Regions from separate parts of the Danio rerio genome. Here region 2 is linked to region 1. Evidence: chromatin contacts called from public Hi-C data. All regions are on one chromosome and are shown on one strand. Each heading gives the region's core, a stretch centred on a gene start, on an enhancer-like site or on the middle of the called end of the contact. The rest is flanking DNA. Distances are from core to core; before and after follow the strand shown.

What was found. A called contact is a pair of places that touch in the nucleus more often than the background predicts.
Region 2: a contact with region 1 is called in a Hi-C map of hematopoietic stem cells, with 4 times the contacts expected there. The contact joins the promoter of cckbra here to the promoter of lig4 in region 1. A contact is called at or near these places in 3 of 18 Hi-C or Micro-C datasets (caudal fin, hematopoietic stem cells and an unstated tissue) and 1 of 4 datasets of contacts at active chromatin or transcription factors (embryo).

Annotation. Positions count from the first base shown.
Region 1 is chr1:32,863,809-32,870,808 of GRCz12tu, reverse strand. lig4 (ligase IV, DNA, ATP-dependent) reads right to left here and starts at 3,752. Exons shown (of 2, transcript NM_001103123.1): 1 at 3,734-3,752; 2 at 319-3,362. The coding sequence starts at 3,347. The coding sequence ends at 618.
Region 2 is chr1:33,237,997-33,244,996 of GRCz12tu, reverse strand. It overlaps cckbra (cholecystokinin B receptor a), which reads left to right and starts at 3,372. Exons shown (of 5, transcript NM_001114714.2): 1 at 3,372-3,811. The coding sequence starts at 3,652. si:dkey-1h24.6 reads left to right here. Exons shown (of 4, transcript XM_001923447.8): 2 at 1,136-1,471; 3 at 1,582-1,697; 4 at 1,811-2,329. The coding sequence ends at 1,951.

The sequences.
Region 1 (7,000 bases), core at 2,503-5,002:
TTTTCTATTCAGTTCATCAAACATGTGTTCATTAAATTCAATTAATGATTCAGTAGCATACCATCACTTACAATTCACAAATATATTCAGAAGAGATATAGAAAGGGAATATTTTTATATGATTATTATTATTATTAATTTGCAATCTGAAGATGATATATAAGGAAACACTTTGACAGCTTCAGTTAAAATGCTGATTGCTTCTGTAGTATGTTTTTTATGTCATTTCTACCTTCTAATAGTAGTGAACGTAATTAACAGGGCAGCATTGGAAGGTCAAGAGTCAACCATTAGATTGTAAAAATACACATTTAATGATTTTTTTCAGTTATTCATTTCAGGTTTTGTTTTATTTAGAATCAAACAAATTTATATTCTCCCGTTTTCACAAATATACATTTTCTCAGTGCTTTAAATCAGTGATGTGACCATTTTTATGCATTTTTTTAAAATAAAATTACACTCTTGCCAACAAACTTCCACACATAATTAAAATAATCAAGTCCCATCATTGAATTTAAATTGTTACTCTAGATGTAGCAAAAAGAACAGTATGTGACACCTAGGTATAAAAGTGTAAATGTTTCAGTGTTTTGATTTTCTAGTAGCTTTTATTTTTAAATCAGGTAGTCAATCTCATCCTTTACATGGCCTGCTTTGATGGAATCAGTAACCCATGATTCATGAACAATTTTAAACTTCTTGGCATGAAGTCGCCTCAGTGTCTTTAGGTCCAGAGCCCTTTTCATATCTTCTACTACCACATGTGAGATTCCTTCTTTGAGTTTCTCCACAACTTTACCGCCATGAAATCTGAATTCTAAGGCACGAGTGTCTAAACACATACCGCAGATAACAGACTTGGGATCTCCTATGTCAGCACACCGGTCAAAGTATGCACTGTAAGGCCTAAAAATGCTAGTAGGCAAGTCATCCCAAGCATTCTCTGCTTCTATCTGAGCCACAGACAGACTCTTGACTTCTGCGGAGCTGATCCTTTCAATGACATCCCTCAGCTGCTGTTCACTAGTGTCAACGTAATAACTGTCTCCATACTGATCATACTCTTTAGCAAAGTGTTCCCTTGTGGAAGGTGACATGTGGATCATGTGACGTGGTTGCCATGGGATAACCTGCTTATTTTCCAGACACTCTAAAAGCCAAGTAGCCCACACCACATCATGCTGATCTGATGAGATGAGGTTCTTCACTCTCATGTTCTGCACAGCTGCAATGGCGCAGTACGTGTCCTTTCCAGGATTCTGCACAACGATGCCTCCACAGCGCGCCACGCCTTTTTCAAGCTCTGCTTTGGAATGTTCATCATCGCCATTTATCACACAAAACTCAACCTCTTCAAACATATCTGTCTCTTTGGCAACCTTTGACAAATCCTGGGATTTAAAGTGGTCAATGACTCCTATGGTCTTCTTGGGCTTGGCGACGATTTTGCGCTTCTTCTTTTCAGGCTGGTCTTCATGGATGTTTAGATGTCTTGATGCCAGCTTTCCGGAAGCTTTAGACCGAAACTGGTTCAGGTCATCCAAGGTCATGCACTGATGCCACTCTTTGTCTTCTCGGATTCTTTCTATTCTAGGGAAACGCAATGTGCAGTCGGTCTTATACATTTCGCTTGTGACGATCTCTGCTGCTTTGACTTGTAAGATCACAGAGTTGCGTGGTTCTATGTAAACCTCTGGCTTTTCTGTCCCACACAAAATGGCTGCGGGAGGATTATTTTTGTTGTATACTTTCCAATGTTTGGCCAACTTCACACCAAGATCATATAGTTCTTTTAAGGTATAGCCAGATCCAATGCGACACAGCGTGTGGAACACCGTGGGCTTTTCCCCAGGACTTGGCACCTCAGCTACCGCGCAGAGAAAATGAGAAAGCATCCCACTTCTCCTGCCTTTACCCCAGTAACCACCCACTATCAGCAGATCAAGTTCATCCATTAGCCCATCCACATATTCAGGTTTAATCTTTAGCCATCCTTCCCCACGTTTATCTGGTTTGTAAATGGACATTGGATCCTTAACCATAATCCCCTCTTCACGATTGTCAATGGCCTCGTTGAGAGAATTCACCACTTCTTGCATGGTTCTGCCTTCGGATTTAGAGACCAGGTGGATACGGCCTTTGATGGGGGAGAAGACAGTCTCAAGACTTTCGTAACGCTTCTTGAGAGGTTCCTTTCCAAACTTCTGATTGTTTATCAACAAGACATCAAATACGCAAAAGCAGGTTTGCAAATCAGAGTCATCCACCAGCCTTTTAATATCAAACTTACTGCCCTTCTGCATGAAGGTCTCAGTTTTAGGGTTATAAGCCATCATCTCTCCATCTAGAATGCAGTTCACCACATGAGGGCTAAAGACATTGTGAATGTATGGTGTGAGGGAGCCCTCTAGTGGAGAGGCCCCAAACTGTTGGGTATACTCATAAGAATTCCTTGTGTAATATTTGTAAACATCTCCAGCTTTGTGCAGTTGAATGCGTTCACCATCTAGCTTCGTCTCAATGTAGAAAGGCCGGTTGCCCATTTGCTTCTCTATCTGTCTGATATTGGCAACAGCAGCCAGCATTGGTTTAAAAGCAGAGAATAGATCAATGGAGACTTCACTGAGAGACACAGATGGGTCATGAAGTTGTCTGCATACTTTATTCAGATCTGTGGTGACATTGTAGAATTCTGGTGCATCTGGATGGAAAACCTGAAGAACAGTCTCCTTGCTAATGCCAAGTTTCATGTCCTTGAGGATCATTCTAATGAGCCACTTCTGTTCCAAAGCTGAACTCTGAGTTATCAGATACAAAAGGCTTTTCTTAACTTGATCCTTCTGTTTGCTGGCATTGTTGATAGCTACAGAATCCAAGAAGTCATTGACTTCTTTAATGCTTAAATTTCCCTGACTTGTGCACCTTTTTTTCAGGACAAAGTAGGCCATAAGGGCAAAGTCACCTGCTTCTCCTTGAGAAGTGGTTGGAGCTCTGTAATTTAAAAGTTTGTTTGCCTCATCTCCATTTTTAGGTAGACCTAAAACCTCAATATACAGTTTGGCAAGCATGTTCTCTTTTATACCATAAGCCATTCGCTCCCTCTCAAATGAAGGCACAATGAGACGCATAGCAGCGTAAAATGAATCTGCTGTGTCCGGGTTGTCCTTGTGAAGTGCTGCATGGAAATTCCTCCATGAATCTATAAATTCCTTTAGGATTTTGCTTTTGTCTGGTCGGAGTTTAGTCTTCTGAATTTTCTCCAAAACTGTGCAGAGGTGAATGAACGGAACTTGCGCAGCAACAAATGCCTGTGGTTTGGCATCACTTTTTGAGACACTTTCCATAATTGCAGAAGACACCTTTAAGGGGAAAAGAAAAACAAATCACACAACAGCAAAGGTTATATAAGGGAGTTTTGATTCAAACTGTTTTGATTTTAATGAGATTAAATTCAATTGATAATTTTAAGGCACTTTTTGAAGGCACATTCATTCATTCGTTCATTTATTTGTTTGTTTAGTTGGTTAGTTTGTAACAGAGGGTACGCCTTTCCAACCTAAGAACATGAATAGAACTTACTTACACTCTTTAGATTAATGATAAATGGTCAACGTACAATAGTAGTAATATGTGCATATGTAAATAATGTAAATGTAAACATTGTTTTGGCAAATAAATGTAATATTTACAAAGCAGAAAACATAACATGCATACGAAGACTGTAACTCACGGAAGAAACTGTAGTCGCTGGACATCAACTTCCGTGTTATTTAATAGAAAGTTAAACGGCGCCAGAGACATTCGTTTATTTAATAAAAAAAAAAGTTTCTACAAATAACGTGACTTGTTGTTATGGCTTTATCATAGCTTCTTCGTTCATGCAATGTTACTGTATGCACTGCAACGAATCTTCCAAATTCCTTTTTCATCAACAGTCAGGGTGCTTTTAGATGTAACTCAAGGAAGTTAATTCTTCTCGGTTTCATGGCTTCTCATGCCGATAGAACTTTACTGCCACCTACTGTACATTATAACAACCTCAACAAGATTAAGACTATTAAAAACATAATAATAATAATAATAATAATAATAATAATAAACCACAACATTGCGATAGAGTAGCTATTGCCTATGCTATGACATTTAATGTGCAATGTAATCAAATAATTAAATTAATACATTATTTAATGACAATTCAGGAATCAATACAATCCATCTTTCAAATTGATAAGTAAGTAAAATTAGCACTATAACCTATAAAGCCACCAAGACTTTAAAAAAAATTGAAAAGTTATTTCAATGTAAAAAAAACACTAGATTGATAAAGTACTTTTTATTCATAAAATAACATATTCATTACAAATGTAAAAATATCACACTATTAAATGAGACAAAAAGTATAAAACAAAATTACTTTTAAATGACTAAAATATGATACTAAAATCAAGATGGAGGTGCCAGAAGAATCTTTACCCAAGAGTTACTTAAAACATTCATTCCTTTAACAAAGCAAACTTTTTACTATAAGGTACAACTTTAGTAAAAATCAACTAAATGGGTAAGGAAAGTATTTGAATGAAATTTGAATCAGTTAAGACCTGTGCTTTTTTTCTTCTTTTTTTTTTAATGACAACAAAAGATAACAAGGACCGATTCTCTCACAATGGTAATTTGAACCAGAGTATTTTAAACAAGAAACATTGTAAGTTTATAAATATAAATATGGATTTTATTCATTCATTCATTTTCTTGTAGGCTTAGTCCCTTTATTAATCCAGGGTCACCACAGCGGAATGAACCGCCAACTTATCCAGCAAGTTTTTACGCAGCGGATGCCCTTCCAGCCACAACCCATCTCTGGGAAACATCCACACACATTCACACACACACTCATACACTACGGACAATTTGGCCTACCCAATTCACCTGTGCCGCATGTCTTTGGACTGTGGGGGAAACCGGAGCACCCAGAGGAAACCCACACTAAGGCAGGGAGAACATGCAAACTCCACACAGAAACGCCAACTGAGCCGAGGTTCGAACCAGCGACCCTCTTGCTGTGAGGCGATAGCACTACTGCGCCACTGCCTCGCCTGCATTTAATTTGTAAATGTTGATGTCATTGTTACACTAATGGCCAGTGGTTTATCTAAACCAGCTATTCTTTTAATCTAAAATTGCATGTTAGTATTTTTGGCTTGTAGTTGTGTTTATTCTCTTAATTGAGTTGTCTATTTTATACTTTTTTCACACAGTTTTACACTCTGTGTTATGAATATATTCATGTTTGAAAATTAACAAGTCAGCTTTAGAGTGGAATATTGAGGGGGCGGGGACTGAACTTGAATTAAATACAGAAATATTATATCCCATAATGTTAAAGATAAAAGTTTGGTTTACTAACAATTCTTTATTGAAAAGTGGAAACTTTCCCAATTTGAACAAACACTGATGATAATTATGTGGAGTGCTGCATGTATAAGCAACTTTGAGTTTTTAATTAATTTCTAATAAACAAAAACATGCATGCAATTTAAACTATACCATTTCCCCCCCCAAAATATAGTCTTTTTTTCTGTTTAATGTTTACAGACGGTGGTCTAGTAAGACTTGAGGTGTAAAATGACGTTAGATTTATTTATCCAAAATTACAGAAATTCCTTTAAATAAAAACTTCAAATACATCCTACTTTCCTTGTTATACAGCTATTCATGGGTTCTGCAATTCCATTCATGTTCTTCCACACTGCATAATTTGTAAGAGGCCTACTGTTGAACTATGTTTCAAGTATAAACAAAAAGCAGGTAATAAGACAATACAGTGTACTTATCATTTAAGTATTTATTTAAAGTATACTTAAAAATATTTTCATAAGCTTAAAAAATGCTACATGTAATTTTAGGCCTATCAGTACTTATAATGTCATTAGAATAGCATATGGTTTAGTTGCTGTTGTAAAACATAAATAATCGGGAGAAGCAGTGGTAATATGCAGTTTCAACCAAAAGTGAAATGAAAAATGGCAGATTATGCACATAAAAAGCTTTGAAAATGTTAGAATGAGTCAGTATTTAAAAAGTTTTTTCTGTATGAAGTGTGTTACGACCCCAGTCACAACATTAAATGAGGGAAAAACACAAATGGATCAGTCTAGGGGTTTTATTAATTAAACAATCAAATATAAATAAAGTGTGGGGAGGAAACACAATAAACACAGGCTGAGAACAAAGGAGCACAACTCCACGTCTGGACGGCCGCTCAAATCCCCGTCTCTGAATCACTGCAGCACGAGCTCTTAAATAGCCGACGATGAATTGCCTGCAGGTGCGGAGGAAAATCAACTCTAAATGAAAACACAAGCAGCAACACAACACAGGAGGGCGACAAAGTAACAAATAAATAAATAATAAATACATGGACATGTAACACCTTCATCCCCCAAAAGTGTTTCCATCACCAAAACACAAAGTAAAAATTTTATTTTCAAACACCTTTTCCCGAACACCATTTCATGCACCTTACCCCCTTATTCCACCCGGGACAGTGCATCAGCCACCACGTTGTCACAACCTCGGACATGCTTAATGTCAAGGTCGTAGGGCTGCAAAAATAAACTCCAGCGCATCAAACGCTGATTAGAGTTACGCATGGTGTTTAGGAAAGTAAGAGGATTGTGGTCACAATATACAACAATCGGGTGATAATTGGACAGATAAACTTCAAAATGCTGGATGGCTAGAACCATTGCTAAAGCCTCCTTTTCAATGGTAGAATACTTCCGTTGTGTAGAAGTAAACTTCTTTGAAAAGTAACATACTGGGTGTTCTACTTCAGCACCTCTTTGCTGAAGGACAGCTCCCGCACCAACATCGCTTGCATCCACCGCAAGACTGAATGGCTTCAAATAATCTGGTGCAGCCAACACTGGAGCTGAAATCAACAAAGACTTTACATTCTGAAATGCACATTGGCATGCATCGGACCACTCAAATTGGA
Region 2 (7,000 bases), core at 2,123-4,622, 370 kb before region 1:
TCAGTAATACAGTACAAACAAATGAGAAATTATTAATATAGCAGCAAATAACTTTGAAGAACATTTTTGTTTATCTTTTTAGACTATTTATCCATTTATCAAAGTTTTATTGAGTTATTTTACCCAATATTAAAATATTAACAGTTTAATTGAACATATTCCATAAAGATGTGTTTGCATGACTACAGATCAATCCTAATTGATCTGTTTTGTATGAAATCAGTTCGCTTAATGCCTCCTCTTTTATGAGTCACTTTGGACAAAAGCGTTTGCTAAACGACTAAATGTATGTTAGCCCAAATGTTGTATTTGTGAGGCTACAAAGAATGCAAGGCTTAAACCAAAATATATTTTGGAACAAATATTCTCTATACATTTTACAGCACACTGACTTGGCGTTAGAATTCTCGCAGCAGAAAACATTATGCTGAGAGAATTAATCACGGTGCACAAGTATGATTCAGTCTTTCCTTTTTTGTTTCCAAAGCATGTCTCTATGACAACATTTCTCCACATTGCAGTTATGAAAGTTATAAAAGAATGTGAAATCAAGAAACTATTATGTGGAATGATCTGAGCACATACAGTATGTCAATGCACATTAATCAATTATAATGTTATTCATACCAGCCAAGTAAAAAAAAAAGAAAATGTAATCTCAAAATCCCAAAGTGCCTGTATCTTCAAGTAAAAAACCATACATCTTCATATATTGCAGTTTAGCTGTAACATAGGATACATAGAGTCTATGGGGGATCTTAAAAACAGGCAAAAAAAGAATAAAAATAATGGAATACATTTTAGAGAACAATGAATTTACAATGACTTTTTAAAACAAATGCTTTAAAAGACTTATTAACTTCCAGAGTGTTTGGTCACCATTGAGTTCCATTTCAAGTTGAAGCCACCATTAAATTCCATACAATTATTATTATTTTTTTTTTACTATTGAAGTCAATGGTGACCATCAACTGTTCTGATACCAGCACTTTCTGCACTTAATTTTTTTGTGTGAATAAACTCATACAGGTTTGGAACAATTTGAGTAAATGATGATAATTATCAATAGAAATTGTACGATGCAGGCTTAAATAATGGAGCTATATTTGAATAATTGTACTCCTCTGCACTGCAGGCGAACTCCCACTGATCGAGTATGTGCCACTGAACAGTACCGTTAAAGTGGCCTGCCCTAAACTCAGTGCACCAGAAATGGACTTCAGATTGTTTAAAGACGGTGATGAGGTCATCTCCATTTATGTGAAGATAAATCATACGTCCATCCCCAAAACAAACACAAACAAGGAGTTCCCTGCCGAATTCAGTGTTGATTTGGATAACAGTTCCAGCTTCATCCTAACTGTTGTGACTGTGAATATGACAGCCCTGTACACCTGTGAGGCCAGCATTAGCTATCCACCTCCATTTAAGTATGTGGACCACAAACCACAAACTATTGTGTTTGTTGAAGGTACGTTTGAAATTGATGTTACCATAAAACAGACAATTTGCAGCATTGTACATCATTAACACATTACATTAAGCATACTATTATATGACTAGAAATTTGTTTGTGAACAGCCAGGTCAGAAAAAAGACCTGATCTTTGTCAGCAAAGTAATCATCTGAATTTGTGGGTAGCTTTCGGACTTCTGGCTACATACGGAGTGCTAATGACTTGCATCACTATCTTGCGGGTAAATCAAATATTTGGGCAGGGGTAGTATTTGGTTGATGATTGCTGTTGCTGATGTTGAATGACTACATCATTGACTGTATTTTTAATGTCTTTCCTGTGTCGGTGCATCAGATCAAGCCGAGACAAATTGGTTTCTTCAAGGACAGAGAATGTGGCCGGAAATGGCAGGGGGTTCAACATCCAACCCGGCAGGGTTTTTACATACAACCAAGGAACTGTTTGACAACATCTACTGTAACAAAACCTCTCTAAGAAGACCATCAAAACAACAACAGATCTGAAAGCCAAAAGCATCAGTGGCATCCAGAGACAAGTCCAATTACATTAATGTATTTTCTGTTTTATATATTTTCATTTAATTTACTATTAAATGTAGCCAAAATAATATATTAGATTTTTATTATGTACAGTGATTTCTGAACTGTATAATTTGATCTCCCAACCCTTTTTAATTTTAAAGACAGAAAACATTCAGCATCAGTTTATATACTACACTTATACTACTCAAAATTATTTTGTTAAAGTGATTAACATAATTTGTTGCAAAAGGTTCTGCTGTACTTGTTTCTTATTCAAAGATGCAAAATGGAAGAGAAATGACTATAGCAAAAAAAAGTAAATTACGAAGGTATATATATATATATATATATATATATATATATATATATATATATATATATATATATATATATATATATATATATATATATTTGTTTTTGGTTTACTCCTGTATTAATATTATTTTATCAACATGATCAATTAAGATTTTGTTTATACACCGTAAAAAATATCTGCTCATGAACAGTTTCTGTATTTTGTGATTTACAGTGGGTACGGCAATTCATTTTTTAAGAGTAATTACCTCAGACATAATGATTTTTGTTTCCGAACCAATTAAATAATTTATTCCTTAGCTTTAACCTAACTCGAACCAAACCCTCAAGAACTGTATCACTTTTGACATCTGTTACTTTTAAATCAGGTTAACTATTTTGTACAACCCCACTCTAATAATAATAACTAACTAACTAAACTAATTTTAAAAAGACTAAAGACTAGATTTCAATAAAAACATTTAGAAAATGTATAAGCCTCAGGGTATTTAACTGTAAAATGTGTGTATGTGAGTGCATTTGGCACAGGAACGTATGTTTCGCTACCCCTTAAACCAACCTTTACATAAAATATTTTGCAGGTTCAAAACAAAATTCTTCGTTTTTCTTATTGGGAGCAAATGTTTTTTTCCTTAAAAATTGTCTTCAAAACGTGAGGAATATAGGCTATGGGCCTACCAATCACACACAAGCACACAAGCACACACACACACACACACACACACACACACACACACACACACACACACACACACACACACACACACACACACACACACACACACACACACACACACACACAATGAAAACGACATGTCATGAAAGGCCTGTAGTTTAGAGGTCTGAACCGTCTGAACCCCTTATTGGTTAGCCTGAAGCAGTTGGCATTTTCTTTTTTTTTTTCTTATCATGCGACCTTTCAATGATCAACCAACGATAGGCGTAACACAAGGCACCCGCTGGGGGGCGACTCAGGACTTATACATTCCATCAGCCAAAAGCCGCTAGCCTGTTAACTGTTAAGCGAGCCTGTTACTCTTGTAATTCCCCCTCCCATTCTATAATCACCCCTCCCTCTATGCTGACACTCTTCAAGCAGTCTACCCACGCGACTCGCTCATCAGAGCTACAACAGTTTCACGCGCACAAGGCTTTTTCTCACAGACGCGCGTGAAAGAGCAGCAATGGAAACGCAGAATTTTATTCATATAAAAAGGTTTTAGATAATTCATGGCGCAAAGTATAATTATTTTTTAGGGACATATATGTAATATCTCTATTAAAATAGCTTTATGTTCATTTAGAAATAATATAGGCTGCTCTTACAAGTTTTCTGGAATGGATATACAGAGACTGAACGAAACTCAGATCCCGGGTTGGGAATGCTCAAGAACTCCCGATAATTCCAGCATGAACATCTCTGCATTAAGCGTGGAAGTTAACGCCACCTGTAGCAATGCGTCAATAATTCAGAAATTCAAACCCACACGACCTAAAGGTGAGTACTAACCAGTGCATGCCAACGTTGATGTGTTGTTTGATTTTTTTTGTCTTGCACGTATTTTTTAATGATTATTTTCATTAATTATCAGCATTTCTGAGTCTTCTGACAATTTTGATATACAGTGCTCAGCATAATTGAGTACACCACAATTTGAAAATAAATATTTTTAAGTTCTCAGTGAACATAGGCAATGTATTTTGGTGCATTTAAACAAAACAGATTTATTAAACAGATTTATTTATTACAATAATATTTTAGTCACCAAACATATTTAGAAATTGAAAGATAATACAATTAAATTCAAGCAAAATATTGCAAACAACTAAAAATAAAAATTACAACCTACAAAATTTTAACAAAATTAAAAATTTAACAAAATTAAAAATTTCAATTTAAAATTAAAATGTAACAAAATTTGTTTTTTTTTTTTTTGGCTTCTCTTGATTTTTTTCTATTTTTAAAATTTCTATTTAATATTTTTCTAAAACATAAATTAGGGTGTACTAGTTTTTGAACCAGTATTTTGTTGGATAAGCTCCATATTTGGCTTCACGGAGAGACGCACTGACACGTAATCTAATGTATATGCACAAATAAAATATTGTATAGCTTCTTATTAAAAATATGAATTCAAAAGATTTGTGAGGGGTGTACTTGTATATGCTGAGCACTGTAGAACATACAGACTGTTTATTTGAGACAACCTCATCTTCCAGTTTCTTTTACCAGAAATAATTATATGATTCGACTAAAATAGCCTGATAATAATGAGGAAACCATAGATCCCCAAAGCCACTGTGCTCAACAATCACTATTGCACATAGACATATTAAATTAGAAAAAGAAGAAGATAAAAATTTGCTTTTTTTTTGCAGTGTTGTGCAATAATTTTTTTCTGATCAGTAAATTGTCATTAAATATGTGGTGAATTTATTTTAATAGTACTATAGTATATTTATGCAATAATATCAACATTAAAAAAAATAACTACAGTGCATAGCATGAATTAGTGCAACCCCTTTAAAAATTATATTTTTGTCTATATCTCAGTGAATATGGACAATACCCTTTAGTTTTCCTAAACAGTTATAACTTATATTCATTACCATAAGTGTTTGGTGTGTAATTTAAAATTCAATGAGGTATTGCAATCAATCAATTTAGCTTTGCTATTGACTAATCTAATGTATCTATATTATTGCAGAGCATCCTATATAGAAAATATACATTTAAAAGAGATTGTATGCCGTGCACTCTATGTCAGAAGTAACGTATAATATTATTATACAGTGTATATCTACCATTCACTAATCATTATAGATATTCAAAACCTTAACCAAAAAGAAAAACTTAAATCCATTTGCTCAAAATTAAATTGCCTGCAAAGACACCTGGGGTACAAAAATTTCATCTGTTCATTTTTGTAATTTTTAGAAATCCAATTTGACATTGATGAACTAATAAAACCTTTCAGTTGGAAATAAATAAACCCCATTTTATTTCATTTTATGCAGAAACACTCTAGCAAGTTTCTTACCTCAGATTAGCAAACTGCTACAGCGATTCAGACAATCTTTTCTTCTTTTATGAATCTACGCATTTAATAGATCCACATATTGGTGACTCATCAATTAGGTGTTTCTGCTCTTTGTAAAAGATGGTGAGATGATCTAGATTTAGCTTCTCATCTGTGAACAACCTGACGAGCTTTTTTATAGTGTGAAAGAAGAAAGTTGGCATTATGGCATAATAAAATGTAGAGCAGGTTTACGTGAACAAGTAGATACAGTATTTGTATTTGATTTTAACAAACAATGTATAAAAATGTTTTCAATTCTTTAAGCATTCATAAGAAATTGCATTAAATCAAGCGTATAAACTTAAAAATGGGTTATTTAAAAACTGGATTATACAAATGTTGTTAATCCAATCCAAATATGTTTAAAATGTGGACAAACCATATTGATGCAATAACATTGCATATTGATGCAATTACATTGCAGTTTTACATTCAATTTAAAACCCACCTCAAACCCCTTGATTGGTGTTGTCAGCATTTTATTCTTAAAAAAAGTGTGTGGGCCATTTATTGCATGTATAAACACATTAGATCATCTGTATTCCTCCAACTGTTTCAGTAGAGTCATCCAAATGCACATTAGTTCCTTCCAATCCTATGATTGCCATGCCTGATTAATGTGTGTGTATATATAGTAATCAAACAATTACAGGATTGGAACAAACGTATCATATATACAGAGTGGAGAAATGCGGCTCTAGGTTATGCCCAAGGGTTGAAGGTGTTGCTGTGTAACATGTTTGGTAGATAACGTAACTAAACCATCTGGCTGCAAAGAACATCTTTCTCTGTCTCTAGCCATTCAGAAATACCAGAGCGGTCTAATAAAATGATATGTTAAGGCAGCATACTGTAAATGACCATTAAGTAAAAGAAGAAAAAATAAGCATGACGCATGACGCAGTTCTTCTTAGAGTCAATTTCCACTGTAAAATGCTAAGTGACAATCTCTTAAGAATGACTTGATGTGTTTAGTGTAATACAATTATTGTACAATTGCAAAAAAAAAAAAAAATATATATATATATATATATATATATATATATATATATATATATATAAATGAATAAATAATAAAAATCCTAAAAATTCCTTAGTATTTCAGTCCATTTAAATCAGAGAATACCTCTCTCTCATGCACAAACACACACCCATAATTCTGAAAAAGAAACCAGAAGAAAGAGAAGGGAGCATTTGAGGAAGAGATAAAAAAACCCCCAAGAAAACTAGACAAAAACTATGACATTAAATAATGGGTTGAACAGTAGGTGGGGGTATTTGACCACCGCTATCAATGGACACTAGTAATCCCAAATGTATAACTTTCTTCTGAAAATAAGATAAAAAAGTACAATCCACGAAAAAAAAGTCATTGGAAAAACAAACTGTTGCTATTAATGCACAAGTGTGTTCTTGGGGTGCCATGACATTACCATGGCATCATGTCATTTTCCTGTGACTCTAGTTTACAGTCATTTATCAGTTTACTTTTGTCGTACAAGTGATTGTCTCCAAACTCACTGGCAGCAGAACTGAATGTTTTGGGCAAACATAAAAAAGTATGTCATGTGAAGACATAAGATGACTGGGAATAAACCTGCTGA